Linked DNA regions of Mus musculus: region 1 is linked to region 2. Evidence: chromatin contacts called from public Hi-C data. All regions are on one chromosome and are shown on one strand. Each heading gives the region's core, a stretch centred on a gene start, on an enhancer-like site or on the middle of the called end of the contact. The rest is flanking DNA. Distances are from core to core; before and after follow the strand shown. Region 1 overlaps Tbl1xr1 (transducin (beta)-like 1X-linked receptor 1). Region 2 has its middle 24 kb from the start of 7530428D23Rik.

Evidence for each region. A called contact is a pair of places that touch in the nucleus more often than the background predicts.
Region 1: a contact with region 2 is called in a Hi-C map of bone marrow-derived macrophages, with 23 read pairs. The contact joins two enhancer-like sites. A contact is called at or near these places in 3 of 484 Hi-C or Micro-C datasets (bone marrow-derived macrophages, embryonic fibroblasts and nephron progenitors), 1 of 115 datasets of contacts at active chromatin or transcription factors (bone marrow-derived macrophages) and 3 of 9 other capture datasets (adipose tissue, embryonic stem cells and liver).

The regions. Positions count from the first base shown.
Region 1 is chr3:22,124,098-22,128,678 of GRCm38.p6, reverse strand. The region is part of intron 1 of Tbl1xr1 (transducin (beta)-like 1X-linked receptor 1); the gene reads right to left. Among named protein-coding and RNA genes, the nearest start is that of Tbl1xr1, 50 kb to the right of the region's middle. Within about 2 kb of position 2,053, at least 14 of the 459 cell types and tissues checked have an H3K27ac peak or open chromatin away from gene starts, as enhancers often do. A contact at or near this core is called in bone marrow-derived macrophages, where this site is marked.
Region 2 is chr3:21,822,645-21,827,108 of GRCm38.p6, reverse strand. No RefSeq gene overlaps it. Among named protein-coding and RNA genes, the nearest start is that of 7530428D23Rik, 24 kb to the right of the region's middle. Within about 2 kb of position 2,483, at least 76 of the 459 cell types and tissues checked have an H3K27ac peak or open chromatin away from gene starts, as enhancers often do. A contact at or near this core is called in bone marrow-derived macrophages, where this site is marked.

The sequences.
Region 1 (4,581 bases), core at 804-3,303, 300 kb before region 2:
CTTGACTGCAATAACTTTCCAAGGATGGAAAAACAGCTATTTGATCAATGACTTCTGGCAGACAGTTCTGAGGAAGCTGCAGGAGACATGATATGCTTTTAAACAGTGGTCACAGCTACAAACTCAAGAACAGACCACCCACCACACCTGTACAGGAGGGCTTGCTCAAACGTTAGTCCTACAAATCTCATGCCCTGAGGTCAAGCAATTAACACCAACAGCTATACCTTCCAAAGACAATGGCATTTTAAAATAAAAATAGAGCTTACTGTCCATGAATATGGAGTACCCTTTAACACAAATTCCTTTAACTAGATTGCTGAACATTATAAACCAGAATGAAGATACAGAAAAACAGCACATGTAATATTCTACACTCTGTGGCTTATCCTATAAATGATAAAGGGGTTAAAGTTCTGACTACCAGGTAAGATGAAGAGAAAAAAAAAAAATCTAAAGAATGCAATCTTTAAATGCATCTATGTGGTGGTCTGAATGAAAATGGTCCCCATTGGCTCATAGGGACTAATATTATTAGGTACTGTGTCCTGGTTGGAGGAAGTGTGTCACAGTGGGTGAGCTTTGAGGTTTCAGATGCTCAAGCCAGGCCCAGTGTCTCATTGTCTCTTCCTGCTGCCTGCTGATCCAAATTCAGAACTCTCAGCTCCTTTTGCAGCACCATGTCTACCTGCATGCTACCATTCTTCCTGCTATGATGACAATGATTAAACCTCTAAACTTTAAGCCCTCCCCCAATTAAATATTTTCCTTTATAAGAGTTACTGGGGCCATGATGTCTATTCACAGCAACAGAAACCCTAAGATGTTCTTTCAAAAACAAAAGGAATATCTTAATTAGTATATTTTAACAATTTAAATGTAACCCCAGAGAACTCTTATCACTGAAAACAGAATTTTATTGTTTTATCCACCTGGACTAAAGCTAGGAGCTCCGATAGTCTGAGCCAGAGTCTTACCACTGTAAAACAACTCCTGTCCACCTTTTATTTTTAACTTTGAGATAGGGTCTCACAATGTTACCCAGATAGCCTTGGGTGTCTCTGTGTAGCCATGGCTGTAGCTGACCTTGTGATTTTCCTGGGTTAGCCTCCCAAACAGCAAGGATTATCGGCTGTACCACTAGCTCTGACTGTTTTTTAACTTCTTAATCACAAGTATGTATTACACAATTTTTGTTTTAGTCTTCAAAAATCCAGTTTCTCCATTGTGCATACCTTTGACATTACAAAAAGAGGTTTTCATGCAAATTCTTAGCCAAGAAATGCCATGTTTTGCTCAAAATGGGAATCTAGAAAAAAAAATCTAGAAGAAAAATTACCTAAAACTCAACAAGAAAAGATAAGTTTTAACCAACACATGAATGACTACTTCAAAAAGCTTTTTCTACTTAAAATGTGGCTCAGCAGTAGCAAGCTCACCAAACCTGTGAAAGGTCTTGGGTATCTTCAGCAGAGCCAAAACAAAAACAAACAACAAAGGAGGAAGGAAGAGTATCCAAAAAGTATCAGTCTAAACTGATACACACTTAATCATGATTGCAAACAATAGAGGAGGAAAAGAGGGTCCATAAAATATCCCTCTAAAGAGACATGCCCTCATGATTGCAAAGCAACAAAGGAGGAAGTGTCCAAAAAAGTATCACTCTAACGTGCTAGACAAGTGCTCATGATCCCAAACTTACTTTAAGAAACACAGTATCCAGAAGTTCAAGTCTTACAGCTAAAATTCAGATTCTTAGTTCACTCAAACAGTATCAAATGGGCCCTGTTCAGCTGGGAAAGTACTTGTCATGCAAGCATCATTAGGACCTGTGTTCATCTGGATCCCATTAAACCCTGTAAAAAATGGAGTATGGGGCTGCAAGGCAGGTCCCAGGGGTTGCTGGGCAGCAAGGCCATCGTCTCTCTCTTCTCCGGTCCTTTGAGTACATAGGAAACAAGATTCCTCTGATCAGGGTAAAGAAATGGACCCTGAACCAGCCTCCATGATGACACATAATGAAGCCAACCACTGTGTCCCTTCAGTCACTTGAGACAAAACTTCTCACTTCCCCTGCTCTCATTCCACTACTTGGCACTGTTTAAGAAAGGGTGAGCCTTAAGGGGAAAAGCTCAACAAATATGGGTGTTACCTAGACGGGAAAAGGAAACCCTAACAAGCCTAGGGAGTAAGCAGAAATCCAGGACTGGGCCTCTGAGCTAGTGCACAGTCCTTTTTTGTGCTGACTGCAAGTTTCTTGAGTCTGCCTTACGAGACAGCTCTAATCACTATCTCTTCTCTGGGGTTCACTTCAAACTTCTAATTGGAGACTTGAGAGCTACCTACTAAAAGCAAGTTTACCTCTACTCAAACTCTTGGAGCGCCCATCTTTCTCTCAGTCCCTCATTCCTGAATATAAGTACCTCAGCTGCAGGGTGGAAGTTTGAGGGTAACAACTACAAACCTACTTTAAGTTACTAGAAAACCTGTTAAAATGAGCTAGAAGCAGTAAGGAAGTGTTGGCTGGTACCTGTGCTCCCAGTCCTGAAGAATCTGAGGTAAGAAAGATACCCTTCAGGCCAGCCTGCGATCTGGTCTCAAAGGACAACATTCATGGCAGCATGTGCTAAAGGTCAAAAGATGGTGCAAACCAACTTTGTATGCATAAACACCACCTTAGTGGGAGGCTAAAAAAACATCAGAGGAGCAAGTCTTTATGGCCCGGAATAAGGCAGTGTTTCTTAAACATGGCTAAACCCACCACTAACAAGAGGAGAAAGCCAACTGGCACCGCAAGTCTTCAACCTTCTAATCCAATGGGCATAAGAAATCACCCCAGAGAGAAGAGTCTATAGAATTGCTCCAGAAGTGACTTTGTACCTAAAATCCAACTCAGAAAGAGGCAACTGTAAATTATAAGCAGGCACTCCACAGAGAATTCAGAGGGTCAGTGAGCAGAGACTCCACAACCCAAATGCCCATCAGTACAAACAGTAATGAATCTGGGAGACTAAAACTCAGATTCAGCTTGGGGGGTGGAGGGTGGGGGGTAATGCTGGTAACTAAGTCCTTAAAAGTTTGACTATATAACTGGCAGGTATCAAGCTTCTGAAAAAATTGAAATGCACACCAAAGTATAAATGTCCTGAATGCACACATTACCAATTACTACAATAGTAACTCATTCTAAATTCTAGGGGTCCATGCATCACAGCATTCATCTTTACATCCTGCATTCAGGAGGCAGAACCAAAAGTGTATCTAGCAGTTTTAGGCAAGTCTGGTCTACATGGCAATTCCAGGCAAGCCCAGGCTATATAGTAAGAGTACCTCAAAAATAAATACAACGAAATAAAAAATAAATTCTAGGTAGTTAAGAAAAGGTATACATAATGTGGGAAGGAGACATGCTAGCTAGAAGACAACTGTTTTCATGATAAATAAAATACCACCCTAAAGCATTCAAGTTTTAGACTTTCTAACTTAAAAAAGGCTTTTAACAAAACACTTATTTTTATTTTATGTACACTAGCATTTTGCCTGCACGTACACCTGTGTGATGCCATCAGGCAGAACCTCTGAAACTAGAACTACAGACAGAGGTCGGTGGCCATGTGGGTGCTGGGAATTAACTAAACCTCATGCTCTGGAGGAGCGGCCAGAAGTGGAGCCATCTCTCTAGTCCACACACACACACACCATGCACATGCATGTTTTATTTTTTTAGTAATTTTTAAATCAAAATTACTCTTCATAATGTCATGCTTCTATACTTACATCATCAGCGTAAGAAGAATGACTTTTCTAAAGTGTAGATGGTTAATAACTGTCCTGACCTAATAAAGCTGGTATGATAGAAAGCACAACTTGAAAAGAATGTCTGGGCTGGGAATGCCTGCTCCTTTATAGAGGCAAGAAGACCTGCTAAAGCATGGCTGGAGCCCACCAAGGGCATTTTTAACATGTTACCAGGAGTTCTAAATTCTGCCAGGACCACACTCAGAGGTATTACACTTCAGGATCATCTCAACTTATCCTTTAGAGAATAAAACATGTAACATTAAGGACACAGCAATCACTCGTCAGACTTCATTTATCCAACAGATGTTCATAGTAAAATTAAGATACAAGGGAAGCAGCCTAACTGTTGTGCAGGCTACAATGCAAAGACTGCTGCTAAGCTGAATGAAGGCTGCAACCACTGCAACTTCAGAACCAAGATGCCCTTTGCACCCAGGCACAAAGAAGCCAGCCTTCTGTGAACAACCCGAGACTAAGAAACTATCCATCCTGAGGATGGATGTTGACCAGCCTGAGGAGTCATTGGTAAACACTGGACATGCACAAAAAATGCAAGCTACGGTAAAACATGGATGGACTTAATGGAGCAAAGCTGTGTGTACATCTTGAAACAAATTACGTTGCCATTCCTACTAGATCCTATAGTGTTGGATTACTGTTCTTGACACAGGTAAAACGACCACCCTGGAAACAGGCTATTCTGGACACAGGAGCTGGCTCGGAGAGGTGAAGTGGATGGCTTTAAGGAGTAAGAGCAAGGACCAGGCATTACTATTTACT
Region 2 (4,464 bases), core at 1,234-3,733:
TTAGCAAGCTTGAGGCTAGCCTGAGTTACAGAAGACAATTCCACAGAAATTTCCAAATATACAAATAAACCAATAGACTGTACTCTGGTAAACATCCCCATAACCATATGCATAAATATCGTACTAATTAGATTCAGTGGGTTGTTAAGGAGGAGGAAGGAGAGGGAGAGGAGGGGGAGGGGATGTAAGGGTAGGAGAGGAGGAGGTAGGAGGAGAGGTAGGAGAGGAGGGGGAGGGGATATAACGGTAGGAGGAGGGAGCATGAGTAAGGTTCAAGGATCATTAGATATGATCAATATTTGTGGTATGCATGTCTAATTGTCATAGAATAAAATGTAAAAGTTCTAAAACCAATAGAAAAAATATATACTTTAATCCAAGTAATTACATATTCAAAAACACTCCTAAGAAAATACTTTGAAATATGGGCAAAATACATGTCAAGGTATTTATTATACCTGAAATAATAAAGATGTGATGATTTAAATATAGAGTAAAAAGATGCTTGATGCTTCCTGGTTCATCTACAATGCAATGATGTAGTTGTAACAGACATTCAGAATGCCAGCGATTCCATGGTGAACTATTCACATAGGAACATGGAGAGAACAAACTGCATTGCTTAGAAAGATTTCACAGAGAAAGTTCAGAAGCAAAGGTCAAAATGCTAATGATTTGTGCTGTGTAATATTTGGAAATTTTAATATTTAAAATGTATTTTTGTCCATTTAGTGTTTCTGTGTCAGGTACATATGATGATTATACTGAGAAAAGCAGAATGATCATAATCATGATCTTAAATCTGCTAGGTAAGAGGGTTTTTCATTTTATCAGCCTTAAAGCTACCTAAGCTTTGTGGATGGAAGACAATTCTCTACTTTATAGTGCTTATTAAAACAAATGGTTTCTCCGTAGCCAAAGTAGTGGCTATTCGGGAGGCTATTGAGCCCAGGCATTATCTATGTGAACACACACACACACACACACACACACACACACACACACACACACAGAGAGAGAGAGAGAGAGAGAGAGAGAGAGAGAGAGAGAGAGGGGTGGGGAGGGACAGGGAAACAGAGAGACAGAGGGAGATAGAGAGAGACAGAGAGAGGCTCATCCTCAGATTCAAAAGCTGCTTCAGTTCACCTTGCTTCCCTCCCAGCCCGAGACTGCAGAAGAAAACCTCCTGATACGAGGTATAGAAGAAGCAGGACAGCTGTGACAGCTATTGTTGTATTTGCACTGATATCAAGATGTAGGTTGTTGCTATGTTGAACTAGGATGGAGAACTGTCAGTTATGTGCTGGGAACAGGAATGACTAGCTCATAATTTTCGGCCTGGGGATACCTACTTTAGAGAGCATTATCAGCTTCATACGACAGTCTGGTGCCACTAGTACCGAGCACTGTGACTAACTTCAGAGCAGCTGTGGGTAGCTGTTCTTTAGAGTGTTGTACCTAGAGTGGCACAGCAAGACCACAATTGGCAAAAGTGGCCTCCTCTGTCTAGCATTTGATCATGGTGCTTCTCTAAGGGGCATCTGTTAAGTACAGTTGGTAGATCTGGCCTACTTCTCATGTGTTGGGGCTTGGAGCTGTGAGCACTTAGTACTTTGTGAGCACTTAGTTCTTCATGTCATTCAGTTAAACTCTGTCATGCTCTTTGGAGACACTATCCTCATTCATAGGTAACAGATCAGAGTTAAACTTTACCCTCTTACAGCAGAGTAGGTCCAGGATCCAAACTGAAGCTCTTATGCCTGAAACCAGCATGCCAAGGTTTCTCCAAATTCAGTTGATTTAGAATCAACTTTGTATTTTTCTAAAGCAACACACCACCTGTACTCCATCCGGTCAATAATTTTCTGTAAGCTAGTTGCTTTCTTTTCTATTTAAATAAATAGGACTGCATCCGAATCACCAATGGACAGGAAACCAATTTTAATGTGTATATTGGTCCCCACACCATCTAAACTATTGCCACACTGGAGGACATGAATCATGCTCGATGCTTCCTCTTTCAGGTTGGACCAAATGGAGTTTCTGACCCAGCTGTCTATTGGTAGAAATTTTCATATAACATTTAAAGATAAAAGCGTCTATTATCGACTGCTTCTGTATCCTACCCACTGTCCAGGCTCTTTCTGATTATATGGCCTCCACAGAAAACAGACTGGGGGTCTTATAAAGACCAGAGATTCTTCCTGTTTGTGTTTAATGACTTCCATAAAAATTCACATGATTTCATTTTTCTATAGTGTCGCCTTTGTGTTAGGAAGAGCAGGCAACCTCCCAGCTGCTGTTCACATGCAGTCTTGTTCTTCCACCTCTGCTACACGCTGACTAGTCTTTCTTACTTGCTGACACATCTTTGCCTAGGCAATGGCAGCTGGCAGCAGCACCAGCTTCTCCTGAACTAGGCTGTCATCCTGGCACAGGCAGGGCTGCATGGTGATCAAGACCATTGTGGTTGTGTGGCCATGGTGGTAGGACTGGCTCTTCACTCGCAGTGCTCAGAATTTCTATGACGTGATTTGCATGGTCAGTGCTCCAAAGGAAGCCAGGAAGCTTTTAGGACCTCTTCATTTTGTTTTTCCAATGTGACAATTGGCCAGCTTACCAAATATTGTCAGTCATGCAATTGTTCCTGAAACACTTTCCAGTACAGAGTCTCTCAGGGGAAGCTGCTATCGCTTTCTCCTGAGCTGGAAATGATGTTGTGCCTCTTTACGCAGCCGGGTGCAGAGAACTCTGGAAAGCCGCAGACTCACCTCATGAATAAACATTTAGCTGGGAATGAGGAGGCCTTCCCTTTCCTGGTGGCTGTGTGACTGCAGGGAAGGTCTGTGCTTTCTAAGCCTTTGTGTACTGTCTATGACTAGGCTTCCTTAGAGGACTGTCAATCTACACTTCCAGTGTGGAAAAGGGCTGAGGACATGACTGCTGGTAAAGTGCTTGCCATGCTAACAGGAGGACCTGAATTCACATCCACAGGACCATGTAAAGTCAAGGCTGGCAACAGCAAACATCTGTGATGCCAGCACTTAGAAAGACAGAGAGGACCTTCTCTGGCAGCCAGCATAGCCTGTCCCATGAATTCCATGTTCAGTGAGAGACCCAGTCTCAAAAGTATAAGACAGTGGGCAATAGAGCAAGATACCTGATCTCTGGTCTGCACAACAACACATGTCTTTGCACACCTGTGCACACACGCATGTTCATGTGCACACATATGTGTGCACATGCACTCGTCAACTCATTTTGCTATGGTAGTTACTATTATGCATTTGTTTGTAATATAAGCAGAACTGAGCAATGTATTGCGTCTTTAAAACAGTTATTAAATTTGTATTTATCTTTGTCTGTGTGCATGTGTGTGTGGCAGTCAGGGTGGAGCATGTCTCCAGTGTGGAGATCAGAGGACAATTTGTGGGAACCCATTCTCTCCTTCTACTGTGTGAGTCTCAGGGATCAAACTCAGGTCCCTCAGGCTTAATGCCAAGTACCCAGCGAAGTCATCATGCTGGCATGAATTTGGAGCTTTCCCAACCTCCAGGACACCATGAGTCTGGTAAGAATAGGGTCGGCAGCTTCTGAGCAATCCTGTGAGTTAGCTTGCTCGGCTGAGCCAGTCACAATGACGTAGAAGCTCTGTTTTTATTAAGCCACAGAAACTTGTTGGTATGCTGTGGATTTGGTTCATATTCTAAAGCAGAGATGAAAAAGGTAGGAAGGAAAAATAATGTCTAGAATTGTCCCCTGTCCCCACCTTGAAGAACAATTGAGAGAAAACATTGTGGCACAGAAGGGCAGGGCAATACACCAGAAGTAACCACTAAACAATTTGCTCATTATCCTTCCAAAAACAACCTCAAAATGAGTTGGAAAATAGGGTGTTTAGGGCTCGTCACTCTCTGCTGTCCTGTTCCCATGAGTCAACAAAAGGTACCATTCGATCTGTGCTCATTACTCCTTACGTAGTGCTTAGATGCTTCTATTATGGCAATCCCAATCAGCTCCCACTTTTAGGCAAGGATTTTAATAATAGCTACTGTGTATTAGCTAGTAGTAACTATGTGGAAAGCATTTTAATACAGAAGTTATTTATTTCAAATCCCCATTCCTATGCTGTGGGGCGAATGGCATCCTTGCCATCTTTTCTGTGGTACAGAGATCCTAGCCAAGGCCTTGTTCAGTTTGTGCTACTTGAGTGTTCTGCCACTGAGCTGTCTCCCCAGCCTCTGCACTTCCACTGCCCTAGAAGAAAACAAGAGCAAGCTAGTTGTGCAATGAGTGGAAGGAAAGAGGGTAGGTTCTGGTCGGAGTCTAAGAGCTTAGCTTTTTTAGAGTGCAATTTTAATTATGACTAAGCAATTCTTTTTAAGGGGGGCGGGTAAATCAATGTTGTTGAGGTTTAAAAACTCGACCTTTTATTGACTTAATTGCCAAACCTTAATGGACTAT